Regions from separate parts of the Mus musculus genome. Here regions 1 and 3 are each linked to region 2. A link is a contact called in public capture Hi-C data. All regions are on one chromosome and are shown on one strand. Each heading gives the region's core, a stretch centred on a gene start, on an enhancer-like site or on the middle of the called end of the contact. The rest is flanking DNA. Distances are from core to core; before and after follow the strand shown. Region 1 has its middle 9.4 kb from the start of Ncf2. Region 2 overlaps Shcbp1l (Shc SH2-domain binding protein 1-like). Region 3 overlaps Smg7 (Smg-7 homolog, nonsense mediated mRNA decay factor (C. elegans)).

Evidence for each region. Capture Hi-C pulls out chosen DNA fragments and counts their contacts.
Region 1: a capture Hi-C map of embryonic stem cells shows a contact between it and region 2, with 15 times the contacts expected there. The contact joins two enhancer-like sites. A contact is called at or near these places in 13 of 39 promoter capture datasets (the C10 cell line, the HPC-7 cell line, cranial neural crest and 7 more), 3 of 15 datasets of contacts at CTCF or cohesin (embryonic stem cells, large pre-B cells and stem cell-derived epiblast-like cells), 10 of 484 Hi-C or Micro-C datasets (B cells, cerebral cortex, embryonic stem cells and 2 more), 6 of 115 datasets of contacts at active chromatin or transcription factors (astrocytes, embryonic stem cells, extraembryonic endoderm stem cells and 2 more) and 3 of 9 other capture datasets (adipose tissue, embryonic stem cells and embryonic tail).
Region 3: a capture Hi-C map of embryonic stem cells shows a contact between it and region 2, with 12 times the contacts expected there. The contact joins two enhancer-like sites. A contact is called at or near these places in 11 of 39 promoter capture datasets (the C10 cell line, the HPC-7 cell line, cranial neural crest and 6 more), 87 of 484 Hi-C or Micro-C datasets (the AML12 cell line, the C10 cell line, CD4 T cells and 46 more), 9 of 115 datasets of contacts at active chromatin or transcription factors (astrocytes, effector CD8 T cells, embryonic stem cells and 4 more) and 1 of 9 other capture datasets (embryonic stem cells).

What each region holds. Positions count from the first base shown.
Region 1 is chr1:152,788,389-152,793,085 of GRCm38.p6, forward strand. No RefSeq gene overlaps it. Among named protein-coding and RNA genes, the nearest start is that of Ncf2, 9.4 kb to the right of the region's middle. Within about 2 kb of position 3,048, at least 91 of the 459 cell types and tissues checked have an H3K27ac peak or open chromatin away from gene starts, as enhancers often do. A contact at or near this core is called in embryonic stem cells and stem cell-derived epiblast-like cells, where this site is marked.
Region 2 is chr1:153,451,839-153,456,173 of GRCm38.p6, forward strand. Shcbp1l (Shc SH2-domain binding protein 1-like) reads left to right here. Exons shown (of 10, transcript NM_001033162.2): 10 at 375-736. The coding sequence ends at 626. Dhx9 (DEAH (Asp-Glu-Ala-His) box polypeptide 9) reads right to left here. Exons shown (of 28, transcript NM_007842.2): 28 at 3,920-4,335. The coding sequence ends at 4,231. Among named protein-coding and RNA genes, the nearest start is that of n-TIaat13, 4.7 kb to the right of the region's middle. Within about 2 kb of position 1,488, at least 17 of the 459 cell types and tissues checked have an H3K27ac peak or open chromatin away from gene starts, as enhancers often do. A contact at or near this core is called in embryonic stem cells and stem cell-derived epiblast-like cells, where this site is marked.
Region 3 is chr1:152,843,079-152,847,297 of GRCm38.p6, forward strand. Smg7 (Smg-7 homolog, nonsense mediated mRNA decay factor (C. elegans)) reads right to left here. Exons shown (of 23, transcript NM_001160256.1): 15 at 3,041-3,185; 16 at 2,135-2,517; 17 at 958-1,329; 18 at 152-301. Among named protein-coding and RNA genes, the nearest start is that of Ncf2, 45 kb to the left of the region's middle. Within about 2 kb of position 2,398, at least 6 of the 459 cell types and tissues checked have an H3K27ac peak or open chromatin away from gene starts, as enhancers often do. A contact at or near this core is called in embryonic stem cells, where this site is marked.

The DNA of each region.
Region 1 (4,697 bases), core at 1,798-4,297, 660 kb before region 2:
CTGCTGAAGCAGAGAGAATCTGAGAATCTGAGTTTGTTCCAAGAGGCTTTGGCCTCTGACCTCTGACCTCTGTGGAGCTTTGTTTGCAGATTCCAGGATAATCAGGGGAGGGAGGAGGAACCTAACCCTAATCCCAGCAGCAAGGATAAACTGTCCCACTACCTCTGTGTCTGCCACAGTGCCCCAGCCCAAACCAAGGAAGAGTTCTGAAACCTTTCAAGTGGCCCTGTGGGCCTGGAGAAGGTACCTGGGCTCAGCGACGGGCCTAACCAGAGAGCTGGAGTTACAATCCCTGTTTTCTTCGATTAAAACTGTGTAAGGCAGGGACTGGAGAGATGGCTTAATGTTTAAGAGCACTGGCTGCTCTTCCAGAGGATCCTGGTTCAATTCCTAGTGTCTGCACGGCAACTCACAACTGTCTGCAACTTCAGTTCCAGGGCTTCTGGCACCCTCACACAGAAATACATGCGGGCAAAACACCAATGCACATTAAAATAAATAAACAAAACAAAAACAAGAAACAGTGTAAGACCAAGGGAGCCAGATCCTGTGGAGGCTGAACTACCACAGCTTAATCAGGAAACAAAGAATCCAAATGATTCCAGGCATTTTTTTTTTACCCAATCTGGCTACTTTTGCTTATTTTTCCATTAATTTACATTTGTAGAACCCTGCTTGAGATGATGGGCTTAAGAAACATTTCTTTTTTTTTCTTTTTTTTTTTTTAAAGATTTATTTATTATTTTATGTAAGTACACTGCAGCTGTCTTCAGACACACCAGAAGAGGGCATCAGATCTCATTACAGATGGTTGTAAGCCACCATGTGGTTGCTTGGATTTGAACTCAGGACCTCTGGAAGAGCAGTCAGTGCTCTTACCCTCTGAGCCATCTCTCCAGCCCCTTAAGAAACATTTCTAGTTTATCTAAACTAAACTGTCAGAAGGCTGTGAATCAAGCAGGAGGTATCTTGGGGATCAGGTATGTGTTATCACCCCCCATATCCTACTCTCCCCCTCATACCCACCCCATACCCACCCCATACCCATCTGGCACCCACCCCAGTCGAGTTCCTGACCTCAGGAGCTCCCAACCTTCTCTACTCCAGCTGCAGAGGTCATGCTGACTCCCAGATGTACAGAGGAAACAGCAGCTCTTATACAGCATCAGTGGAAGAACTTCAGTCATTTAGGGCAGGGTCAGAGTTTACTGACATCTCTATAAGCCACATCATCCCCTTCCCTAGCTACAGTATCATCATTCATGAGAGAGCTTCATGTTGGTGTGTTGTTGTTGTGTGTTGGTTGGTAGCTTGGATGTTGGTTGCTTTGTGGTGTTGTTTTAATGGGGGGGAGGGCAGGGAGAGACAGAGACACAGAGACAGAGAGAGAAGGGGTCTGGAAATCAGAGGATAACCTAGAATGTCGATCCTAACTTTCCACCTTGTTTGAGGCAGAGTCTCTTGCTTGTGGCTTTGCCTGCCAGGCTAGCTGGCCTGCAAACTTCCAGGGATTCTCCTGGGATTACAGACAAGTCCTGCCACCACATCCAGCTGTTTACATGGCTTCTTTCTTTCTTTTTTCTTTTTCTTTTTTGTTTTTTTGTTTTGTTTTGTTTTTCGAGACAGGGTTTCTCTGTGTATCCCTGGATGTCCTGGAACTCACTTTGTAGACCAGGCTGGCCTCGAACTCAGAAATCCACCTGCCTCTGCCTCCGGAGTGCTGGGATTAAAGGCGTGCGCCATCACTCCCGGCTTTACATGGCTTCTGAGGACTTGAACTCATGTCCTCTTCCTTGTGTGGAAAACACTTTAAACACTAAGTGATCTTGCTAGCTCAGTGCTTATTGTTTTGTTCTGTTTTTTTTTTCCTCCAATTGTATGTGCATGAACGTTTCGTTTTGCCCGTCATTGTGTAGCTATACATATTCCGTACATGCAGTGTCCAAGGAAACCAGAAGAGGGCATTAGATCCCCTGGAACTGGAGCTACAGACATAGTCTGCGCTACTATAATGGTGCTGGAAACCAGGCAGGTCCTCTGCAAGACCATCAAGTGGTGTTAATCGCTAAGCCATCCCTCCAGGTGGCAGTGTTTGTTTTTTATTAGGGGAAATAAAACGGGTTTACAGCTGAATTGCCTTTGACAAACTGACCTATTAAGGAAAACAGCATAGCGTGACTGGGTGCAGTGCTTTGGGAGTGGTCTTCTCCGTCTCGCTCGCTTTCACAGAGCGCCAGCTTTGCAAGCTGACAGGTCCCAGCCATATTTAAGGTCACAAACCTTGAACAAGTTACAGACTCCAAGGCTCGTTGGGGAAAGCTCTTTGGTTATCAGCGTTGTTGTTGTTGTTGTTGTTGTTGTTGTTGTTGTTGTTGTTGTTAGAAACAATGAACTGATGCCCACAAAGTACATTAAGCCTTCGGAGAGGAACTGGTATTGGGAGAGTTCGCACCAGCTTCCTGCTGCCCCGAAGGAATTCTAAACCTCTGCCCTATTACATCCCTAGCTGGCCCCTCCCTCATCTGCACACCTACTGGGGAGCCCTTAGACGGCTAAATTGGTCACTGCTCTCTTCACATCTGTCTTCACTGCCTCTGAGGCATGTTCCACATCTAAACATTGGACCCTGGGTCTGAAGTGCATACCACACCACCCCTGGAAAGAATTCCCGGGAGTCTCTTATCATGACACTCACCCTGCAGTTCTCCTGGGCTTGCATACTGATTTCCATGATCTGAGCTGTGGCTCGCCTCAAGTAGCTGCTTCCGTTCTCTGTAGGAGGAAGGAGCAGATAACATGGAGAGGAACATTTCAGACTCTTGAACCTGCCTGAGGCCCACAGTAAGGGAGAAACGGGATCAGGGGTGATGTGCCAGCCCCACCTGTTGGAGCGTCAAACTCTCCAAAATGTGGGGAACACTCCCTTGCATCTCAAAGATTACTGGGGAAAGCAGTCCCTCTTTTGTCTCCTTAGCTCCCACTACCACCTCAGCACATTCCAACCTCTCACTGCCTCCCTCTCATCCCCCATTCACTGCCCAGCTCCGCCAGTGACCTCACCCAAGCCTTTGATCTCCTCTCCTCCCTCTCTGAAGAGTTATGGTCCTGTGTTGCCCTCATTCTTCTCAGGCCCCAGGGACATTTTCTCAGAGACGAAATACCAACAGCAACAACCACAACAATGGCCATGGCAGCTAGCCTCAGCTCTGTGCTCTGGGAGAGCCAGAAGCATGACTTTAGTAGCAATGTAAAAGTGCAAGTTTACATGGACTAGCGCTGCACTTGCTAGGGCAGTTGGGGGTCCACATCCTCCTCCCCCTGTTGCCGGGTAGCCACACTCAGCTTCTCTTCTCGCACTATTCCAGCATCGTTATCCCTACCCGAGACACTACAACAGCTTCCTTTTCAAGAAGCTGTTGATGTGTATTTACAACATTTTATGTGTTTGAGTAATTTAGCTGCATGTGTATATGTGCACCACGTGTATAGCCTGATGAGGTCAGAGAGTGTTGGATCTCCGGGACCTGAAGATATGGATGTTTGTGAATCACTGTGTGGGCGCTGGGAACTGAACCCAGGTCCTCTGCAAATGCAAATGTTCTTAATAGCTGAGCTAATTCTCCATCTTCCTACAGTGGCTTTTTAATATGAATCCTTGCCCTGCTAGTGACAAGACTTGAAACACTTCATTCCAGGCTGGTAGGATAGCTCAGCAGATAGAGGAGCTACCAAATCTGATGACCTGAGTTTAATTCCCAGAACCCCCTTGCTCCCATAAACCATCCCCTGACTTCTCCGTGTGCCTCCTTTGCCTCCACGCCAAATAAATATTAAAAACTTAAATATGTATTTCAGGCTGGCGAGATGGCTCAGCGGTTAAGAACACTGACTGCTCAAATCCCAGCAACCACATGGTGGCTCGCAACCATCTGTAATGGGATCTGACGCCCTCTTCTGGTGTGTCTGAAGACAGCTACAGTGTACCTATTTATAATAATAAATAAATCTTTGGCTGGAGCAGACAGGGTCTGAGCGAGCGGAATTGATCGGAGCGAGCAGAGGTCCTAAAATTCAATTCCCAACAGCCAAATGAAGGGTCACAACCATCTGTACAGCTACAGTGTACTCACATACATAAAATAAATAGATAAATCTTTAAAAAATATATGTATTTCATTCCCTTCATCTTCCTCCCAGGATTTTATGTCCCAGTGAGTGTGTATGGGGTGTAAATGGAGATCAAGACAGCCATGCTGGAAGAAGGAGACGCTTTCCCTCCAAGCATACAATCCAAAGCAAGGGGGGATGCAGGAAAAATTGATCCCAAAGTACCAACTCCAGAGATTTGTGTTTTTAAAAAGGGCATCGTGTAAGGATCCTAAACAGAGTATCGCCATCCACGGCTTTCATCGGACTGCCGCATAACTGTTCTGCTAAGTGTTGTTTTCTAAGAACCCCCAAGAGGAAACGGTTACACAGCCAACTGTTGTGATCCAGTGTGCCTCAGAGAACGGGACTGGCAGCTTGGACAGAGGTGCAATTGAGAGTTCCTGGGGCCAGCTGAGGGGGTGGTGACCAGCACACTGTGAGCTCTTAGCTCAAACCAGCATGGGGTAGGAGGAAGGGAATGTCAGGACAGAGCATCAGGGCTCCGGGGACAAAAGATCACTTGTTCGCTTGTTCGACTTTTCCATCAT
Region 2 (4,335 bases), core at 238-2,737:
TGTCCTGGAACTTGCTCTGTAGACCAGGCTGGCCTCGAACTTAGTAATCTGCCTGCCTGCCTCTGACTCCCAAGTGCTGGGATTACAGGCATGCGTCACCACTGCCCGGCCTGAAATAATTTTCATGTTTGATCATGTTACAGACGTTAACAGGCTGCATCCCCTAGCTACAATGATTTATATCAGTTTAGGATAAAACATGAAAAAACCCTATACTTTTTCATTCACATGTGTACTAAGGTTGATGAATGTGAAGCTAACTGTTGTAGCTTTAAAGAACCCTGTTGACTCCAGAGTCAGTCTCAGTGCCATCTTAAGTTTGTTGTTTTTATACCAAATCACTGGACAGCTTATTTTCTCAAACAATTTAACAGGTTCTTCCAGCACCCAAACTGAAGATGACGAACAATCATATCTACAACAACAATGGCTATGGAGTGAGCATTCTTCAGCCATCGGAACAGTTCTTTATTGTAGCAGAAGCAGCTCTCAACAAAGGGGCTGCTTCAGGAGATAAGAAAGATGACAAAATGCTCTCCAAAGTCATGCAAACTCTGAATGTGGAAATGAACAACAACAGGATAGAAGCCAACTTAAAGGGGGATATTAGGATAGTCACCGGGTAAAGTGTCTGGATAGGTGTTCGTTCGTGTTTTATAGTTCAGGAATGTGATAAATGATTCTTGTATCTCAGAAATGGTTGTTTTAAATTCAAAGATTAAAATGTTTAAATGCTTGCTGTCTTTCAATTAGTGGTTTTAATGTGTTGGCTAAGATTCTAGCTTTATAAAGGTGAGTCATATGCCACAGAATTTACTCTAGAAAGCATAGCTAAGGGGCTGGGGATGTAGCTCAGAAGGTGAAGTACTGGCCTGGCATGTGAAAGCAAAGCCCTGGGTTCCAGCACCAGCGCCACAGAATCCCCACCCGAATGAAGAATGCCTATGATCCCAGTCCCAGGGAGATGGAGTTAGTGGCCAGCTTGAGCCATTTTTGGTAATTAGGTTCACCTGGATAATCCAGAATACCTCCCCATCCCAGAGACCTTAACCTAAACCACATAAGCAAACTGAACCTTGTCATAATAAAGTATGCTTCGACAGTTCCTGAGAACTAGGAACATTAATGTCTTTGACAACTATTTTTCCTACAACCTGTATTTTCTCAGCCAAGGGAATCTAAATTCAATGGGATGTTTCCTTGATAAGGACCAATACACAGCTTCTTTGTGTGCATACCAACCAGGGACAGAACCATGAGCCTTACAAGTACTAAGCACACATTCTACCATTTGTCACATTACTCCCTCTGAACTTGATAAGCATCCAAAAAAAAAAAAAAGAGGGCCTCAATTGAGTTGTAACAGCCCTGGCTATCCTAGAACCCCCTCACACTGTAGACCAGATTGGCTTGAACTCAAGAGATCCATCCACCTGCCTCTCTGCCTTGAGTGCTGTGATTAATGGTGTGCTCCACCACACCCAGCTACTCCCAGACAGGTGCTCCTGGATGTAGGGAAGGACTGAGCAAGGCAGTTTGCTTCAGTCCCTGCTAAGACTTCCTTCATAACCCTTTCCACCCCAAGATGCTTGACCAGCATAGCAACAGAAACCCTAAGGCACCCCGCTCCCGTAAGCCTTTGTATATACTCAAGATTCGAATTCACTCAGAAGGGTGTTTGTTTTTAAGACAGTGTTTCTCTGTGCAGTCCTGGCTATCCTGGAACTCACTCTGTAGACCAGGCTGGCCTCAAGTGCTGGGACTAAAGGCATGAGTCACCACTGCCCAGATCACACTGCCTTTTAAATGGCTTTTGAAACCCCCACCCACTCTTTAGCAACTCCACAAACTTTTGATGTTCTGGACAAAGGACTTAGCCACTAAGATTGTTACCAAGGTTCCCAGTCTTTCACACAGCTAAAACCTGAAGGATCACAAAGTCTGACAAATGCATTTGTCCCAGCCACAATTAAAAGGCATACAGATCCATCCTTGCACTTCCAAAAAGTGATTTATACCTAAAACCTTCAAATTCAGTAACTGTTTTAGAAGTCAAAAACAATTTTATTAGCACCAATCCAATGTGCTCTGTGACAATTGTGCTTGGATGTCTGCTGTCTGGACAGATCTGAAGATGACCCCATTCATATTCTCTTGATCTGTCCCCATGGTACCAAACTCCAGATTCTAATCTGAACATGGCTTCCAGAAACTGGTGTTTGTTTTCTGTGGTAAACTTTTAATCTGATAACCTCCTTTCAATTTCTTACTATAGGGTAGTAAGGCTACACTATATAATTAATGCTCATATTAAGAACAGCATGTTGGAGCCAGGCGTGGTGGCACACATTTAATCCCAGAATTTGGGAGGCGGAGGCAGGCAGATTTATGAATTTGAGGCCAGTCTGGTCTGCAGAGTGATGGCTCAGCAAGTAAGAGCACTGACTGCTCTTCCTAAAGTCCCAAATTCAAATCACAGCAACATCATGGTGGCTCACAACCATCCATGAGATCTGACCCCCTCTTCTGGTGTGGCAGAAGACAGCTACAGTGTACTTATGTATAATAAATAAACCTTAGGGCTGGAGCGAGCGGAGTTGACTGGAGCAAGCGGAGGTCCTAAAAATTCAATTCCCAACAACCACACGAAGGCTCACAACCATCTGTACAGCTACAGTGTACTCACATACATAAATCTTTTAAAAAAATGAAAGAAAAGCATGTTTAAGTGCAGTGAGATAATCTACTATGCAAGCTACTTAATCTAACTGGTGCTTAGACCTCCATCTCATGTGAAGAGATCACTGCTTTGAGACTGTGGCAATGACATCGACTAACATCCAAATCTGGGAAACTAGAGCTGGAAGAACAAGTTCTGGACCTATGGAGGGCTCTTGAGTTTCAATACTGAAAAACATGACTATACTCAATGGTTCTCTGTAACTCCAGACTACAAATCTTAGGCTCCCACCATATAGGGGGGTGAACAGTGCATACAACTCAACTTCACATTTCTCAAAGTTATTTATTCCACCCCAAATGGAGCATGTGGGATTTTCTAATTCTTACTTTTCATACCATGTAAAGATCAAAAGCACCAAAACCCATCAATATTCATGGCTAGTACAGCTTGTAAGAGTGGTTACAGAGAAATTATCCTCTAAGCAAAAGGGTAATGCTTTGGGTATAGGATCAATTATTTTATAAGCAAGCTAAGGCCTACTAAGATATAGGGAATAATTTTTTTTTAAGAGAACAGAGATCAGACTAGATGTAACATGCAATGAAGTAACTAAACTCTGTGTTCACACACATGGAAATGACAAATTTTAACAGACTGTTAACAGAGGAAGTCATGATGTTTGGCCCCCATTGATCTGATCTCCCTCCAACAATGCAGACACAGGACTACATACTAATAGTGCTTGCCTAACATGCCACAGGGCCTGGGTTTTCCAGGATTTCTTGTTCCCCAAAGAACTCTAGCAACTTACTGGAAATTTCAAAAATTATCAAAAGCACCTGTAACTTTACATACTTTGGGATACATGTTAATGGGAAGAACTGGCCAACTTCTCTACACCTAAATACTGAGTCATACATTATAGGTCTCACCTACCATTGCCTAAATGTGTTCAAGGCCTCTATAGCTTTTATTTGGCCTTACTTTTCCTGATGCACCCACAACCCCTGGAAACTAATTTGGAATAGAAAATGCTGGCCTTAGTCTTTTGTTTTCAAAGACAAATATTTTAACTAAAATCAGATGTTTTTCACCAGAGTTACTAACACACCTTAAATAAATCTCTGAGGTTGAGGCAAACCAGCTAGTTCCTGGATATACTGAGACCCTAACATTAAAAGGGGGGAATATAGGCTCAACTCTTATTCTGTAAAAAAGAACATCAATGACACAATCAATTTTCAGTATAATACTTTATTTTCTATTAAATGAAAACCAAGAAAATGTCAAGTTAAGTTAAAAGGCAAACCTTTACCCCTTCAAGAAAAAAAAATACAAACTGTATGTATGATACTTGTATAACAGGTCATATTTTACATTACACAATATAAAACAAAATCACTAGTCTACATTTGTTGCTTGAAACTACACATGAACTACAGATTAAGTGGGAAATGGGTTTACTTTTTTGGTGCAAATAAACATCTTGGAAAAACATACAGCATGCATTTTTCAACTGTATGCACAGGCTCCGACAGAGTCCAGTCTTAATAGCCACCACCACCCCCTCCTCCTCTTCCTTGTCCAAAATAACCACCTCCATAACCCCTTCGCTGGAATCCTCCAGATCCTCTATAGCCCCCACCGGATCC
Region 3 (4,219 bases), core at 1,148-3,647, 610 kb before region 2:
AGATTAATTTTAAGCAATACAGAAACATACTTTATATTTCTATACAGAGGAAAGCCCCAGAAAGAAGAGCTCACCTATACAAGTATTATAAAAACCTCAGAAAAGAAGCTGTGTGGTTAGAGCAAGAAGCAGAATTATGTCAAATACATACAAAGAGGCTTCGTCCAGGAAGAGAGGCGAGAGGACCCAGCAGAGCTGGGTAAAGATCAGGAGGGTTAGAAAAGATCAGCTCTTCCTCTTCCTCCAAGGCAGCCAGACTCTTTAACAGGTCCGGAGGAAGCAGAGGGGAGCTCTTGGGGTCCTAGTGACAGAAAGGATCACTGTGAGATGCAATTAGGGACAAAAGCACATAAGAATAGCAGCGTGATTGGTTAGTCAGATAACATGACTAAAGGCAAGGAAGGGTAGAGACATAACTGATGTAGCACACAGAGGAAAAGGCTGAAATACAAATGAAAGGTGGCATGGCCAAAAGTGAAGGAAGACAGAGACACAGAAGAGTAAGACTACCAACAGAGCAGGACACAGGCGTGAATGCAGCTAGTGAGTAATTAACACAGACAACAGTGCTTCCAACCTTATGCACCTGTTTCTCTTGAGCAACAAGCAAGAAGATAACTGACTTTGTTTCACGTAATTTAAATACCCACGAGACCTATTTTTAAATTTAGATGACACCCAACTAAGGAGCTCTTCTCAGAATTCTCTATCACAATGCCATTAGGTAATTTTTCTGCCAGGCCAGTACAGCTCAGTAATACAGTTCAGTTATGAACTCTTCTCCAAACACATGGGTTTGAAGAGGTCACGTCTTTATAATGTTTACGTCTCATAAACATGTATCCCTGTTTTATGTATCAACTTAAAAGGCTGTGTGTATCTGAGATATCCTTAAGGTATGCAACCATAGACTGATGATGATTTCCACAGAACCTAGTGATGGGAAAGGACACATACCTCAAATGGCATCCTGGGCACAGGATCCTGTTCTGGACGGAAGACTCCAGGTGACCGTTTGCTCCTGCGGTCCATATTTGGTTGCTGAGCCATTACTGCTCTGTTATCGGCCATGCTGTAGGAAGAATCCCAGTAGAACTCTGGGACCTTGACTTCTGAGGGATTATGGTTATATGGCTCCATGGGGAAAGGCTTCATTTTTTTCTCTAGAGGCTGCTGCTGTATTACAGGAGGTTGCAATGACGGCTCAAACAGTTTTATAGGGTCTTGGGTCTGAAGGTAGTAGGACTGTTTCACAGGCATAATTTTCCCTAGTGGGCTTTGAACCTGAGGGGGATTCCACAGCTGTTTGGAGGCATCTGCCTGTTGATACTAAAAAAAGAGGCGCCTGTCAACCAGATGAAGATAAACTGCAATCTCATTGACAGTTAATACTCTAGGCAAAAATGTAGCTTCCATACGTATTCAGAGAATTTTGAGAAGACAAGGACTTTGAACTCCCATCTTTTTTCAATTCAATTATTTAAGAAGTTTAATGAATGTGTACATAAGATAGGATGTGTTCCCTCTTCTGTTCCAAGTACAACAAGAGTATGACATTTAAGACTGGTATCACATTCACCTTAAACCTTAAGAGTACAAATCTACTTCTATTCTAATGTCTATGTTCAGGTAAGAATTCTTATGGTGCAGGGGTGAAAAGAATGATAAAGCAACTGAGTTCTGTCCCCAGAACCCATGCAAAAGTGCTAGTCATGATGACACATGCTTATAAACCTAGTGGAGACAGGAGGCTCCAGGGTCAGCAGTCTAGTCTAACTGGTGAGCTACAGCCAATGAGACTCTGTCTGAAAGGAGGTGGAGGCATTTTTAAGGATGACACTATAGTTGTCCTTCAGCTTCAACATTAAAGCACAAAACACACGTGCACATACACTTACCTACATACCTATAGATGTACACATATTAAGATTTGCAGAAAACCTTTTAATAGAGCTAGCAATTAAGCATAAACAAAGGTTCTAACATTATTACCCTTCACAAATAAAGCAAGAGGTCAAACATTTAACCTTCCTAGCAACACAAACGTAAATAGTATTTATTGAATGGTCAAACATGGAATTACCTCAGCATTTCTTGCCATTCTAAGCTGACAGTACACGTAACTGTTGCCTACCTGCTGGAATCCAGAGTGGTGAGGCGGGCTTTTCCCCAAAGCTGGTATGACTTTTGTAGGGGATTGCTGTTGCTGAGCTAGAGCTTGAACCTGCAATTGGCTTGTAGACTGTGCTGTTGGCTGAGCTGGTAAAGATGTAAGGGGTGGCTGGGAAGGTGGCTGTGACTGTTGAGGTCCCTGGTTCATTGGCCCTGGTCCAGAGGGCCGTTGCTGGCTGTAAGGAATGTGGGACTGTTTCCCAGCTTGCACCTGGTTTCCTGCTGGAGAGTGAGCTGTAGACTGAAGAAAGGTTCCTGGGACAGAAACACCAGCTGGGAAGGTGTAACCTGAGCCCATAGAAAATGCCACAGGAGGGGGGATAACATATGTTGGGGGCGGGAATCCTTTAAAACAGAAGAACACAGCTTTAGTTCTAAAGAAACTTGACAAAAGAAAGGTGTACAATTTGAGAAGAGGGTGTTTTTACATATTATAAAAAGTAACAATGAACCATGCAGGTCTTTAACATGACATTAAGAAATACAGCTGGGCGTGGTGGCGCACACCTTTAATCCCAGAACTTGGGAGGCAGAGGCAGGCAGATTTCTGAGTTCGAGGCCAGCCTGGTCTGCAGATTGAGTTCCAGGACAGCCAGGACTATACAGAGAAACCCTGTCTCAACATCGCCACCCCCCCCCCCCGCCCCCCAAAGATACTTTCATGTTTTAATGACAGCATGGAGGAATCTTCATAGTAACTGAGTAGCACTAGTGTGTTAACTACAGAGAAATGACGCAACCAGAGCCCCTTAACCATTAGGGAGGCTTTATAGTTCAGCTTAGGAACACTGCCCCAAGGTTACAAAGTACCCAGTGAGTGAACAGAAAGCCCTGCACCAAGGCCTCAGACAGAAGAATGTGTATTTACCTGGTCGGCTGGGAAGAGGAGGGAAGGCTCCAGGGTGATGGATGGGGATGAACTGAGAATTACTCGTTTGACTTGGAGTTTGAGTGACAGGCGTTTTCCTGGCTTCAGACACTGGAGTCTTTCTTAGTTCTGTCTGGGATTTTACCTATAATCAACAGAACCAAAACTAACCATAAAAACCTGGTGCCCATGTATTAGAAAGAAGCACCTACTTTAAGAAAAATATTAAAATTTTACGATGTCCATCTATATTAATATAAGAAAATTAAAAAGAAACAAGGGCTTTCATTTACTAATACAATTATTTTGCTCTCTTATCACAGAAAAATAAGGAAAAGGAACATAGAAATCATTTGTTTACAAGTGAGGTAGCTCATACCCACAGGCATGCCTACAACCTTCAGCTAGGGCTCTTCATGCTGAATTGTGATTTAATGAAAACTTATCTCACAGGTGACATACCATGGCTCCCGGTTTACTTTTAACTAGGTAGCACTTTTTTTTTTAAAGATTTATTTATTTATTATATGTAAGTACACTGTAGCTGTCTTCAGACACTCCAGAAGAGGGCATCAGATTTTGTTATGGATGGTTGTGAGCCACCATGTAGTTGCTGGGATTTGAACTCGGGACCTTCAGAAGAGCAGTCGGCGCTCTTAACTACTGAGCCATCTCGCCAGCCCCTAGGTAGCACATCTTAAGGCTCTTTAAACAAATACAAAAATACTTCCAGCAGCAACAAACAGGCCCAAAGTTCTAAATATCAAGTTAATAAGGAGATGCCATGGGCAGTCCTAAAGGTTGAGCCAAAGGCAAGAAAATAGTTTCAGAAAAAGAGCATGATAATCCTATGTCTGCAAACTGTTGTGTTGTATTGCCAAGGCAAGGTTCTGCTACGTAGTCTTGGCTAGTTTAGAAACTGCTATGTAGTCCCAGGGGGCCGCAAATGTGTAGCAATCCTCCTGCCTGTCTTCTGAGTGCTGGGATTACAGGAATGCACTGCATCCCTGTATGCCAGATTTACTTTAGTATCTACCAGTAGGTTGAGAAGGACTGAGGAGAAAAGGAGCCTTGTGTTAGCAGCATGGGTCTCACTGGGAGGCCACTGCAGAGGACATGCAGAAGATGCTTGGGCTTAGTCCTCAAACACAGGTCTAGTGAATGTGGTGGGGTTTTGTG